3 separate regions of the Mus musculus genome follow, and regions 2 and 3 are each linked to region 1. The links are chromatin contacts, called in public Hi-C maps. All regions are on one chromosome and are shown on one strand. The core of a region is the stretch at or near the end of the contact, and the rest is flanking DNA. Distances in the headings are between cores, read along the strand shown.

Region 1 (4,452 bases), core at 1,722-4,221:
CATAGTGAGCGGCCAGGGAAGGGAAAGGCAAGGTTCACTTGCTTATTGCCACGTTTATGATTAGTTTGATAGATACTTCATCTATTACGGCAAATAAGCAAGTGGAGTAATGCATCACAATAATAGGCAGTCTTCCAAATTATCAGGGCTATGAGTCCTTCTAATAATCAGCAAAAGGAAAGGGAGAGGGAGAGAGAGAGAGAGAGAGAGAGAGAGAGAGAGAGAGAGAGCGCTACACATACAGTAGTACAACTCCGTGCCAGGTGAATGTTCCACTCTGCACCCCATTCTCCCTGCTTTGGGGACCAGCTGTCCTCCATAAACATGCTGCGGCTGACTCCTTTATGACATTCGTGGCTGCCACCAATGGAAGTTTTCATCCCCATCTCTGGGCTCAGCTGGGAAATCCAGGAAACAAATCAAAATCAAGCACCAAGTTAAAAGAGGCACGGGAACAGAGATGAATAAATCTGCTCCAGGAAGGGTTTAGAGATCCAGGGGGCCACATGAAAGACCTTCCCTAAATCAACTCAGGATGGGGCTGCCTGGGTGGTGGGGGAAGGCAACATGCAGCAGACATCTGACAGGAAGCAGTGTGGTGGTGGTGGTGGAGGGAGAGCTACTGGAAACCGTGCAGGTTGGTCTCAGACAAATGAACACAGGGACCCTGTGGCCCCCTCTCCTTGTCTGTCTTCCTCTCTAGGTGTGCAGTAAGGAATTCAGTGGGTGCATATCTAGGAGCAGATGTGGGAGAAGAATACAATGGCAGACAGAATTCTCTGTGGAGAAACGGATGGCTAGCCAGTGTGAAGCCTGATGCCTGAGGCAGTTACCAGAATCATCCCGATCCATTTGTATACACATCTTGGCATTAGCCCCATTGCACAGCTAAGGAAAGTGAGGCTTAATGGGCTTACACAACCTGCCCAGCATTATATGAAGCTCTTTAGGCAGAGGCCCCACTTCACGGTTATATGCTCAACTAGAAGAAAGCTTGCAGTATAGGGTATTTCCTGCCAGGGAGTGGAGAGGCAGACCTCTGCCATGTGTGGCTTCCAGGTCTCTGCCCTCTCTAAGCGTGAGCAGATGGGTGATGGGCGTGTCAGATCCTCCGGCAGCCCAGACACACATGGAGTGGGCATGTGAAATCAATCAGCCCAGTCAAAGAAGGAAAAGGTTTTGGCCTCCCTTGTGTCCCACATGTGGAAGGTATCGGAGCGACAGAGGAAGGAGGTGTGAAAGTCTCCAGTCCCCCCCCCCCCCCGCACCCCCCCTCCTCACTCCCCAGGCAGGGGAAACAGCTTGAGCACACGTGGGAAGACCAAGTCAGGCCCCTGAATCCCTGTCATGTTGATGGCTTGCTGCAGCCTGGGGTGTGCAGGGTCCATCTTGGGGTGGTATGAGAAGTATAGTCAGATAGTCAGAGGAGGGCGTCTTCCTTCCCACACTCCTCTCAACCTCTGCCTCTCTGCTGTGATGTTCCTCAAGCAGTGCGGGCCTCAGAAGGCTAAAGGGAGAACCCGTGCTCAGAGATGTCAGATCTCGAAATTATTCACCACTTGAGACCCATGCTTGCCAGGTTTTTCTAGCTGGTTCGTGCAGCATCAAGCCACGGCACAAGTGGGCACCATGGAATGCCACCCTGAAGCCAGGTTGCCACACAGAATCGAAGGTGAAGATCCAACCAGAGTGTCCATGAACTCCATCCTCCTCCTCTTTCATTAGGAAGCTCGTTCTGTAGCCTGGCCTTGGAATGAACAGAGATTTGGAGGAACCAAAGGATGCAGGTGTTTCTAGCTGCTGGGAGCTATGTCTGCTGCACATGAAGGGATGACTCTCTTGGGTAAGAGAAGCCTTACCTCTCTGTAAGGACACTGAGACTCAAGCCTTCTCTCTACAAAGAGAGTTATCTCCCCAGTGAATACACTATCTCTTGTCTTGCACAGGGAGACTCCAAATGCACCTTCCTTCCCACCCTCCAAACACCACTGCATTGGGTGTCCCATTTGCATCAATAACTCAAACAATGATTGGTCCTCCCCCTACCTCACTGGTTCCTCAGGAAACCAGGTCATCTGGTCCAGACCTGCCTTTCACTCACTCTTTCTTTTATCCATTCTTCCCCCAACAGACTCTAGGATGACACTCTTTCCCACTTATCCTTCAAACCTAGGGCTTGCCAGTTCACATGTGTTCCAGCCTTGATTAGTTTCCTGGGCTGAAGGTGGTTACTCTAGGCAGATTCAAGCACTTAGTGTCTGGGTATTTGCTTCCTACTAGAAGCTCCACAGCCGTATATGGTACACACCAAGGAATCTTAGTTAGGATTTCTGCCATTGTGATACTGCTCTAGAGTGTCAGCAAGGATCTAGAGCCTGTGTCCACCCGTCAGCTGTAGGTGAGGAGGGAAGGAGCAGGCTTCTGAGACAATGCAGCAGACATGCTGAAGGGGTCTCAGAAATCTGCAGACACCTTGCTTCACAACATCCTCCTCCTTCAGAGTTTCCCTGTATCCATAGATGGGCACCCATAGTGTCACAGAGATGTCACATTTTGTCCAAGGGCATCTGTACAACTTGTTGAAAATTTACAGCTGGCCAACAGGCTCTCTTCACAGGACTGAGAGACCTTTACTACAGATTTCTTTCTCTTCTTCCTCCTCCTCTTCCTCCTCCTCCTCCTTTCCCTCTTCCTCCTGCTCATTCTCCTGCTTCTCCCTTTTCTCTTCCTCTTCTTCTTCCTCCTCCTCCTGCTCCTCCTCTTCTTTCTTCTTCCTCCTCCTCTTCCTTTTTCATCTCCACCTCCTCCTCTTCTTCCTCCTTCTCCTTCTCTCCTCCTTCTTCAACTTTCTTTGGCAGGTTGCTGGAGTTGAAAAATCTGACAAAATCTCACTAATTGCAGTGGAATGCACCACTCATGCCAGCAAGGATCATGCCGGGCAGGGCATCCTGTGACACAGACGCAAAGGCAGCTCAGTCAGGAGCTTGTGCTGGGTGACTCACAGGAGACTTGAATTGGGCATTGTGCACCACAGCTTCAACAGGTGTCCCTAGCATTCCAACTGCACCCCATGTCCAATGGACAATGCCAGACTGGGCCAAGAAGCCTTTGGGGGATGAGTGCGGGGACATCTGCAGGCTTAACCTGCTCTGCACCCGTGCTGTGCACACTCAGGGCCCAGCAAGCCCATGCCAAAGACAAGTGGGACTTCAGTTGTAAAATGGAAGCTGGGGAGGCCAAACAGGAGAGGCACAAAGTGCTTCCAAAGTTAACCAGCTTGTTAGGCAGCTCAAGCAATCATGGGGGCTGGAGGGTGTCAAGAAACAACCAGCGTTACAAAATCCAGAGAAAGGACTAAGGGAGAGAATTGTTCTGAAAGGTGGGTTGTGCATTTCATGGTTGAACCTCTGTGCTCCAGGCTTTTGATAATTTGGCACTCAAGACCCCTTTTACCTAAGATGTATGTTATAGCCACTCTTGTATACAGGTGTATAAAATAAGTATAAGATGAAACAGTTAGCTGAGCACAGTGATGCATGCATATAATTAATCCCAGTACTTGGAAGGTGAAAGCAGGAGGGTCACCTGTTCAAAGCCAGCTTTAGATACATTGTGAGTTGGAGGCCAGCCTTAGCTACATGAGACCCTATGTCAACAACCACCCACTCACCAAATTAAACATTCACTGATGACAATTAATAAAGAAATAAATTTTATAACATCACTTTGGTGAAAATATGATTCTATCGTTTATTTAAGGAGAAAGCCAATGTGTACATCAATGAGATGATATACATATTTCTATTTCCCTAAAGAATTACATCTTGTTTGAATGTCTCACCTGGCACAGCTATGGAATAGCTTCAATGTTGACTGATGCTTCGATTCAATAACTGTCAATGCTGAGAGTGGTACTTCACATGAGTTTGCAGCACGAGATGGGAGGAAGATTGTAAGAGCCATTTCTCACACTGTCGGAAATTTTGTATTAACCCCAAGCCAAACTACATCTAGATATATTTTAATGTGACTCAAGTTAGTAACTCTTAAAATCAAAACTTTGACACAAACCAATTCCTCATTGTTTGAACTTGGTTCACCCAGGAATGGCAGCAGAGAAGGACCGAGTGGCTCAGCTTTCTGTAATTGGACCTTTATGCTTCTATACAAACAGAACACCTTGTATATATCTCAATAAAAATACTATAGCTCATAACATACAATAATGTAGAATCTGAGCCAAGGTGTTTGGGCAGCATTTTTTAGTTTTATATGATAGGAAGGCATCCACTGTGCTCAATGCTCAAGTTGGGTTCAGGACAAGAGTCACTGTGGAGTTGCAGGATGAGATTTAGGATTTGTCACACATTTTCTTTGGCCTTAATATTTGGCTTTTGCATATTCAGAAGCTCTGTGCTGTTGTCAGATCTTTCATTACTCCCCATATAGGGT
Region 2 (4,206 bases), core at 885-3,384, 140 kb before region 1:
GGCCTGGCCCAGAATAACACATTGTTAGCATATGTTAACAGTCTGCCTTTTCTCCAAAGATCACATAATGCTTTCCACTTAGTGTCTGTCTCGCAAGTGTTACTATCTGTTTTATGGTCAACAAAACCGAGATACAGTGAGGTTGGGGAGCACCCACATCTGAGTGGGAATGGGTTGGGGGGTTTGACCCTGGAGACCTGTGCTTCCTGAGTCTCAGCTGTTATTCACCAAGTGCCCTCCTCGACGGTTCCTTCCAGAATGCTCTCTCTGACTGACTGATCTCAAGATCTGGTAGGAGTTAAAAGGAACACATATGTTCTGATCTCCTCAATCTCTCTCTCTCTCTCTCTCTCTCTCTCTCTCTCTCTCTCTCTCACACACACACACACACACACACACACACACACACACACACACACACACACACTGCAGTGTTTAGCATGTGGTGACAGATGAAAGAGGAGGGACTCTGTTTCGGTACAGGGTTTTGTGACCACACATGGTTTCTTTCCTTCGCCCCAGAGGAAGCACATGAAATCAAGACTGAGCTCGAGGGTTGCCCACCTCCCTCCCCTCCCTCCTCTCCCTCCCCTCCCTTCCCTCCCTTCCCTCCCTTCCCTCCTGTTCTTCCTCCATCTGAAGCCCTACTCTTTCTGTCCCCTGAACTTTCTTAGTAACTGGTCACTGATACCATTCCACAGAAAGAGGAACCACCAGGCTGAAGTGAAGTGGAAATTTCCAGAAGACTTCAGTGGCTCTGAACAAGGACAGCGCCATGCTGCTGGGGCAGGAGAGGCTTGCAGGGAGGCTGCTGATTTAGGGTGTGCTGACTCCCTCGTAGGCAGAGGGCTCCATAACTGTCACTCAAACGAAAGCAAGAGATTTCCTGGGTGGAGACACCTAAGAGGAGCTAGAAATGTAGAAAGCCAAGTCCTTAGGAAAATAACTACAGAGCAAAAGTTGCCAGGACTGAAGATTACAAAGCACAGCCTGGAAATTAAAGACCTAAATGAATGGAAAGACAAAACCACTGAGAGACTGTGCTCCATGCCATTGAGAGACTGTCCTCCATGCCATTGAGAGACTGTGCTCCATGCCATTGAGAGACTGTGCTCCATGACTTTGAGAGACTGTGCTCCATGCCATTGAGAGACTGTGCTCCATGCCATTGAGAGACTGTGCTCCATGACTTTGAGAGACTGTGCTCCATGACATTGAGAGACTGTGCTCCATGCCATCGAGAGACTGTGCTCCATGACATTGAGAGACTGTGATCCATGCTTTTGAGAGACTGTGATCCATGCCATTGAGAGGACAATCAAGCAATCTACAGATTGAATGTAGTACTTACTGAAATCCCAATGGAATCTCTCTTTCTCTCTCTCACTCTCTCCATGAGTGTGTGTGTGTGTGTGTGTGTGTGTGTATGTATATGTGTGCACACATATATGTGCAGATGTGTGTGGAGGTAGGAGGTGGGGAAACATACCTCAGATAGTGTTTGATAGTGCTCTGTTGTGGTTGTTTTTCTTTTTCCTAGACAGGGTCTCTCACGGCCTGGACCTTACTGAGTAGGTGAGGCTGGCTCACTTGATGTATTTCTCACCATTGAGGATCGCCATCTTTGGTCACTGCCACATTACCAGGACAGAACACATAATAAGCACATAGACAATCCTCAAGATAACAACTTACTAAATGCACACGGAGGAGATAAATATATCTGCACCTTGCCCTTTTGCAATAAAGCAAGCGAATACGAGGGGAATTTTGTAGTGCCCTGGGGAGCACAGCCGTGCTGGACGGTGAATTGTCACCACACACGTGAAGAAGCAGTGCTGATTTCTTTTGCTTCCTCCATCTGAGAAGCAAGTTTGTTCCTCTGGGCTGTCTCCAGATCCTCACATCCAAGGCTTGGCTCTCTGGATCACAATCCATGTGAAATCACTTCCCCATCTGAGAAAGTCATCAGGGGATCTTAATCCATCTTAATCATCAATGGCAAAGGGGCCCTGAGAGTGGAGATGCAGTTATGACTGTGTGGGATGCCAGCACTTGGCTTCATCTGGGTGAGAGCGAGTCTCCATAGCAAGGAGCCGACAGCTGGCGGGAACATTGCAGAGCTGTCTGCAAGTGACTGAGCTGGGTAGGCCGGAATGGGAGCCTCCCGCAGGGAGACACTTAGGACTTGTAGACGCGACTACGTCCAAACAAATGTTCAATTTCATGCTTAACTGATGATCTCCACTTTGATGACGAGTGACCAAGAGGAAAGCTGTCTGTTAAAAGGTGACTCACCCGCCTCTCGTTTTAAATCAATCTTGGGAACATGGTCCTGAATTACATCACTGACCTCCTGAAGACGGGAAGTCTCTGAGAGAAAATATCCCAGAACCACAGATTCTGTGTGAGGGTCGATACCTTGTGAGGGAGCCTCTTCGTTCCCAGGGATGGCTGTTACCGAAGGACAGGAGGACTGAGCTGTCCCTGAGACCAGCAAGAAGAATTTCCTACCCTGGTGATGAACAGGCTGACAGTGACAGTGACTGTCACTAAGTGCCTAACCTGAGCACGTGTGAAACATCTTCAAAGTAATAACAGAACTAAGGGGTGGCTTATGCTTTGCAAGCACAAGGACTTGAGTTCAAAAGATGCCCTGTCTCAGAAAACAAACAGGTATAGAAAGCCCCAGGACATGCCTTTTGTATGCACCCATAAGCTGTGGAGGTTCATGTCGTTGCATAAATCTGGAATCCTGGCATGTGGGAGGTTGAGTCATGAGGATTGTGGATCTGGGGGCAGCCTGGGCTACTTAATGTTCGGCCAGCCTAGGCAAGCTAGCAAGATTCTGTCTCAAAACAACAAACAGACAAAAAAAAAAAAAAAAACAGGCCAGCAAACTAAAAGAGTCTACATGAAGACTATAGATAGATGATAGGTAGATAGATAGATAGATAGATAGATAGATAGATAGGAACGTGAGACATAGGTTTCTCTGTAAGCACCTTGGCACAGCACTAGCAGTGAAGTCTTTAGTCTTATAGCACATTTCAAAAGCCCCAGAATGAAATCAGCTCCCATCTATGAGAATTTTAAGAGAAGGCAAGGCTGAATCTCAAAGTTCACGCTCACAAATTCCGTCTTCATCTCTTCATTCTTTGCTGATAGACTATCTCACTCTCCTGGGTGGATCAGCGATTTGGTGAACTAAACACACAACCCCTTCCCATCCCCCTACCCCTACTTCCAGCCCATCCTATGGCCTCTGTATGGGCAGATTTCCTTCTGTAATGAGACCATGGCTCTGCAGAGAGGAAACAGTGAATGTTCAAGGGCAGAATGGAGACAGGCTCCCACTTCTGGCATCTTGGGGAGGTGACTGTCCTAGGCTTCCGGTGGACATTCCACCCTGGAGGACACCAAACCTCCAAGAACACAGCAGCAGTGCCCTGGCTTTAAGTTCTTGCCATGTCACTGTCACTGTCACGGAGCAACGTTTCTCTGACTCTCTCCAAGGCCCCAAGGTCAGTTTCATTTTTTGTGCCTCAGTGTTTCATGACTAACTCAGCCACATCACTCCCCTTTCTGCATCACAAACCTCAAAGGTTGCTGCCCTACTGGGTAAAGAACAGAAAAGATCTACATGTTTCTTGAAGGATCTATGCTTTGTTGGGGTTGGATTTTGTTCTTAGCAAGCATTTTAATCCTAGTCGATGGAGTGATGGAGGAAAGGGAGAGATGGAGACAGAGTTAAGTATGTAGATGGATGAACGGACAGTGAATGAACAGATAGATGGGTAGGTGGGTGAGTAGATGGATAGATAGACAGGCAGACATAAACAGACAGATATATAGGTTTCATTTTTACCCCCACAGCCCATATGCTACCTAAAGACCTATAAACAACATTAGAATTCTATAAACCCATTTTATGTCCCAGGATAATCATGCTTTTACTTCTAGAGCACCATGTTTAACACAGCAGTCTTGGGTTAGATGGCTCATAACTCCTGAGCTTGCTGCCCTATTGGGTAGAGAACAGAATGACATCTACCTGTGATGTCATTATCCTAAAACATTGCATGTGAAGTATTTTGCAATACATATATTCTCCATCCATCTATTTTTAAGCCTAGGAATTACCTGTTTTTCAATTGTAATATATATGACTTAGAAGAGTCTCTGAGGTCCCATCCTTGTCACCAT
Region 3 (4,491 bases), core at 832-3,331, 180 kb after region 1:
GTCCCATCATTCCCTGTGTGTTCCTCCAAACTTACAAGGTTTGTGGTGGGGTGATCTGGCCTGACCACACTCACACTGGTTCACTGACTCCCTTCTTGGAGCTTCCCCCACCTGCATCCCAACACTTCACACACAGTGAATTCTGTGTTATTATTGTTACAGCAGCCCCTACAGCTCTTTCAGAAAATCCTTGCCTGAGAGCACTCATGTGGCCACAGACTCACCACTCATGGAGAGCTGGCAAGAGTGTCTTGTCCTCCTTGACCAAGGTGATGCAGCCCCACAGGGATATGACTTTATAAATTTCCGAAGGGGGGAGTTCTGTACACTCTTAGGGAAGTTTTGCAAGAATCAAAACTTGAGACTTGCTGGGTCCCTTGGAAGAATGAACATTGCCTCTGGAAGTTGCACTGTCTTCATGTGAGAAGCTAACCTGAGGTCTCCCTCTGTAGCCAGCATCATCAGAACAAATCTTCTCTGAGAGATGACTCTATGGCACCATGAACAACCTCTGCTAGAAATCAGTCTGTCTGTCCATCTCTCCAAGTTCTCCGCCATAATGGAAAATCTTCTGAGAAAGGCATTAGCCTGCTATGCATTTTTGAAGTGGTTATTTCCATTGTTTTTATTTACACGTGTGCATGCACATGTGTGCACCCGTGTCTGTGTGAACAAATCCCATGTGCACACATATGTTTGCAGTACTCAGGAACACCAGAAGATGCTGTTTGATCGCTGGAACTGGAGTTACAGGTGGCTGTGCACCACCTAAAATAGGTGCTGAGAACCAAACCTGGGTCCTCAGTAAGAGCAGCAAGGGCTCTTAGCTACAGAGCCAGCTCTCTAGCTCAGAGTACTTCTAGAAACACATTATAGATGACACTGTTTACGTCATCTATAACATTTTGACATAAAAGTAGACCATTTTTGATCTTATGAGCAGTTCTGAAATGACTTTCACTCTTGTCAGTTATAATTATTTATTTCCTCAGACCAAGTCCTTAAAAGTGAGATTATTTTAGGTCGAATTATATATTTCAAATCTTAAAAAATTCAGATATCCCATTTTCTCTAGCCTTTGAGAACAGTAAAAAAAAAAATGTGTGGATAAGATCAGTGCCTCAACCTACACATAAGCTATTACATTATTTCCTAATTTTTTTCAGGAGCAAAAGGTCCTTCATTGAAGGTCAACCACCTTTCTCATGAGAAAAATGTTCATTTGTTCTAAAGAGGGTTGTGGTGAGGATGGGGCTTCTCAAATTAGGTCTGCCTTCCTTTCTCTCTCTCTCTCTCTCTCTCTCTCTCTCTCTCTCTCTCTCTCTCTCTCTCTCTCTCTCTCTTTCTTCCCCTAAACAGAAAGAAAAAAATTTTTGATGATGTCAAGGGGTGCTAAGCTGAAAGAGTTCAAAGTGCCAAGGGTATTTAGCGGTCTCCCTGCCCCTGCATTCCCAAGCCATGCAATACAAGGAATAGTCTGAGAGCTGGCCGTGCACTTAATCCCACAGGAGCGGCCTTGGCAAGCTCCTCGGGATCGTTCTTGTAATCCTCAGAAGCTCACGGATTCCAGGAAGCCTCCATGCCTTTTGCAACCCAGGCTTGCCTCCCATGAATCTTCCTGACTCAGAGTTTGCAGCATTTGCTAATTTTCATAGAGCGTCACACAAATCCTCTACCACTGTCTACCCCTCAATCATAAAAGTGCCACTCGGATTTACAGCCCCCCCAAAGTCAACAGAGCCTCCCCTTGCAGGCACAGGGGAGAAGGATCTGGAACCACTTGATGGAGTGCACCTCATAACAGCAGGATAACAGCGTGCCACGTTGGTTGCCACAGCTCATCTGGGTTGAGGCTGCCTGGTCAGTGCTTGGATATCTTTGAAACAGAATCACATTCTTCAGGAGGTGGCGACTGTAACACAATAAACAGCAGCTGTTCCCAGGGCTTGGAAATAATACCTCAACATTCGCATAGTGTTTGGTGCCAAGAGTTAGGTCCCGTTATGGTTAAGGCCAACATAGAACTTCTAGGCAAATAAATACATGAGTAACAATGTCCTGTTAGGACTGGAGGGATGACTCGGAGCTTTAGAGCAACTGTTGTTCTTTCAAAGGATGTGAGTCGCCTCCCAATACTTGCATTGGTCGGTTTATAACTGCCCATAACTCCACTGGCATCTGACGCCCTCTTCTGGCCACAAGGGCACCTGCACACACATGCAGCACACACAGACACATAAATTAAAAGTAAATATAAAGGACTGGAGACATGACTCAATGGTTTAAAGCATTAGCAGTTCTTCCAGAGAACTCCAGTTCAATTCCCAGCACCCACCATCTAGAACTTCGTTTTCATTTCAGGGGAGCTGAGCCCCCTCTTCTGGTCTCCCCAGACAATGTACACACATGGTGCATACACACACATTCACACAAAATATTGAAATTAAATGTACATTGCTCCCATCAATTTCTTTACAGTCTTAATTTGTACATATTACCCAGGAATCTCACACACATGGAATTTTCCATTCTTTCCAATCTTTCTAACGAGCACTCCATCTCAGCATAGTCCTAAAAGCTTTCTAAAGACCCTTTTAAAGTAAAAGGCCAGAGCCTGTCTTGTTTATAAGACACCAGGATTCCAAGCTTCCAGAAAGCCCATATAAGTAACCCCAGAAATAGGTAGTGCATTTAATAGAAATCTGAGCTCATCAATTTTACATGATCCTCACACACTGAGTGTGGAATGCTGATGAGGATTTGATGTTGACAGGAGATTCATTTGCAAACACAAGTGGCTGGAGAGATGATTAAATCGGTGAATAGTTTGTCAATATCTATTTCATGTTAGCTCTCACTATCAAGACCAGTAGCTGTGGCTTTGATGACAATAATAAATAATAATTAGGATATGGCGCTGTTCTGGTTGCAAGCATACAACACTTTTTGTTATGGACCTAAAAAGATGTATATTAAGTTATATGTGTACTCCCAACCCTGACAGGCCAGCCTTAACGAACGTTTGAGGGAGTCATGAAATCCATATTGTCTTATGGTCCTTGGTGTGCAGAGATGGCTTCTGTCTTCTAGGATAAAGAGTACAGAAAGCTCGTGTTGTGCACACCTAGGTGACAGGGACAAGATGGGGTAGCTTTAGATCAAATACAACTGCTGGATGTCTGGCTTATTCCTCAATGAGGACTGGCACCAAGCCTGGGAGACAGTGCAGGAAGTCAAGTGTCCGCCTTGACAGCGTGAGGACCCAAGTTCAAGGACCCACGCTTAAAAAGGTGTGTGTGGTGGTGCATGCTTGTAATGCCAGCTCTGGGGAGGCGGTGACAGTTGGGTCCCTGGGGTTTGATGACCAGTTAGGGTGAGATTCTATCTCACAAAACGAGGTGGATGTACCTGAGAAGTGACCACAACCTTCTTGTTGACAAGCGAGGAGGTGAATTGAAGTGAAAGCATCCGAGGGGGCATCCCTGACATCACAGGGCACCGCAGAACATGCTACGTTCTCAGAGAGTCGATTCTCAAGTTCATGGTGCTTGTGCCGCTCACTAATCTCAGGGACCTTCAGTAGGATGGAGGATATTTGAAAGCAGAAATTGGATCTTTTGGGGTTGTGGCCAAGCCCCAACTTCTCCAGTTCTGAGGCATTACAATGCTTGGTGCTTTCCTTAGGATGTCACAGATGCTATTCTGCGGTCTTAGCTACATAAAGAGATAGGGCTTAATTATTTAACATGTCACTCTCAACCATTAAAATAGTGACTAGGCTCTTGCCAGAACAGATTCTATAAAATATCAAAATAAAGTCAATCTTTAAAAAAAGGGGGGGGGAACTATTCAAAAAGTTTGAAAAACTTGTGAGGAACATCAATAGTTCTACCTGCAAGTTTACTCCATGTAAACATTTTTAAGAAGATTCGTGCAGTGTCTAGTGTAGCCCAAGCCGACCTCAGGCTTACTGTATATACCCAAGGCTGATCTCGAGCTCTTGGGCCCCCAGCCTTTACCTATGGGTAGGCTGTTGGGATTGCAGTATGTGCCACCGCTCTGCTGCTGAGGTTTGAACCAACGTCCTGTACATGCTAGCCACGCACTGTAGAGGTAGCTACTGGGCTACCCACCTACCCACCCTCTCTCTTGTTTTGTTATGACACGTACCTCACACACCAAGGGCGTGGAGAGCCAATGGCTTTCCCCATACAATCATACTAAAAGCAAGTGTGTTTTGTAAACGTTTTATGGAAATTTGGGAAAGTGAAAACAGGCTCTTAACAGTTCCCCGCTGTCCAACAAGCAATGTCAATACTGCCATGAACGCCAGTGGCTCAATCAGTGTGAGTCAACTCTACCTCCCTCTCGGTGACTCGTACTTTTGTTATTTTTAGCAGGAGACATGCAACGCTGTATGGTTGGCTCACGTATTGAAGACGCGATTCTCAACTGCTGGTGCTATTTTAGGAGGTTCTGGAAACTTTAGAT

The links. A called contact is a pair of places that touch in the nucleus more often than the background predicts.
Region 2: a contact with region 1 is called in a Hi-C map of muscle stem cells, with 4 times the contacts expected there. The contact joins two enhancer-like sites.
Region 3: a Hi-C map of muscle stem cells shows a contact between it and region 1, with 2.1 times the contacts expected there. The contact joins two enhancer-like sites. A contact is called at or near these places in 1 of 15 datasets of contacts at CTCF or cohesin (the NIH/3T3 cell line), 1 of 484 Hi-C or Micro-C datasets (muscle stem cells) and 1 of 9 other capture datasets (embryonic stem cells).

Annotation. Positions count from the first base shown.
Region 1 is chr16:92,927,305-92,931,756 of GRCm38.p6, forward strand. No RefSeq gene overlaps it. Among named protein-coding and RNA genes, the nearest start is that of Gm41499, 27 kb to the right of the region's middle. Within about 2 kb of position 2,972, at least 43 of the 459 cell types and tissues checked have an H3K27ac peak or open chromatin away from gene starts, as enhancers often do. A contact at or near this core is called in muscle stem cells, where this site is marked.
Region 2 is chr16:92,786,482-92,790,687 of GRCm38.p6, forward strand. All of the region lies in intron 2 of Runx1 (runt related transcription factor 1), which reads right to left. Among named protein-coding and RNA genes, the nearest start is that of Gm30281, 26 kb to the left of the region's middle. Within about 2 kb of position 2,135, at least 60 of the 459 cell types and tissues checked have an H3K27ac peak or open chromatin away from gene starts, as enhancers often do. A contact at or near this core is called in muscle stem cells, where this site is marked.
Region 3 is chr16:93,105,455-93,109,945 of GRCm38.p6, forward strand. No RefSeq gene overlaps it. Among named protein-coding and RNA genes, the nearest start is that of Gm30474, 24 kb to the right of the region's middle. Within about 2 kb of position 2,082, at least 38 of the 459 cell types and tissues checked have an H3K27ac peak or open chromatin away from gene starts, as enhancers often do. A contact at or near this core is called in muscle stem cells, where this site is marked.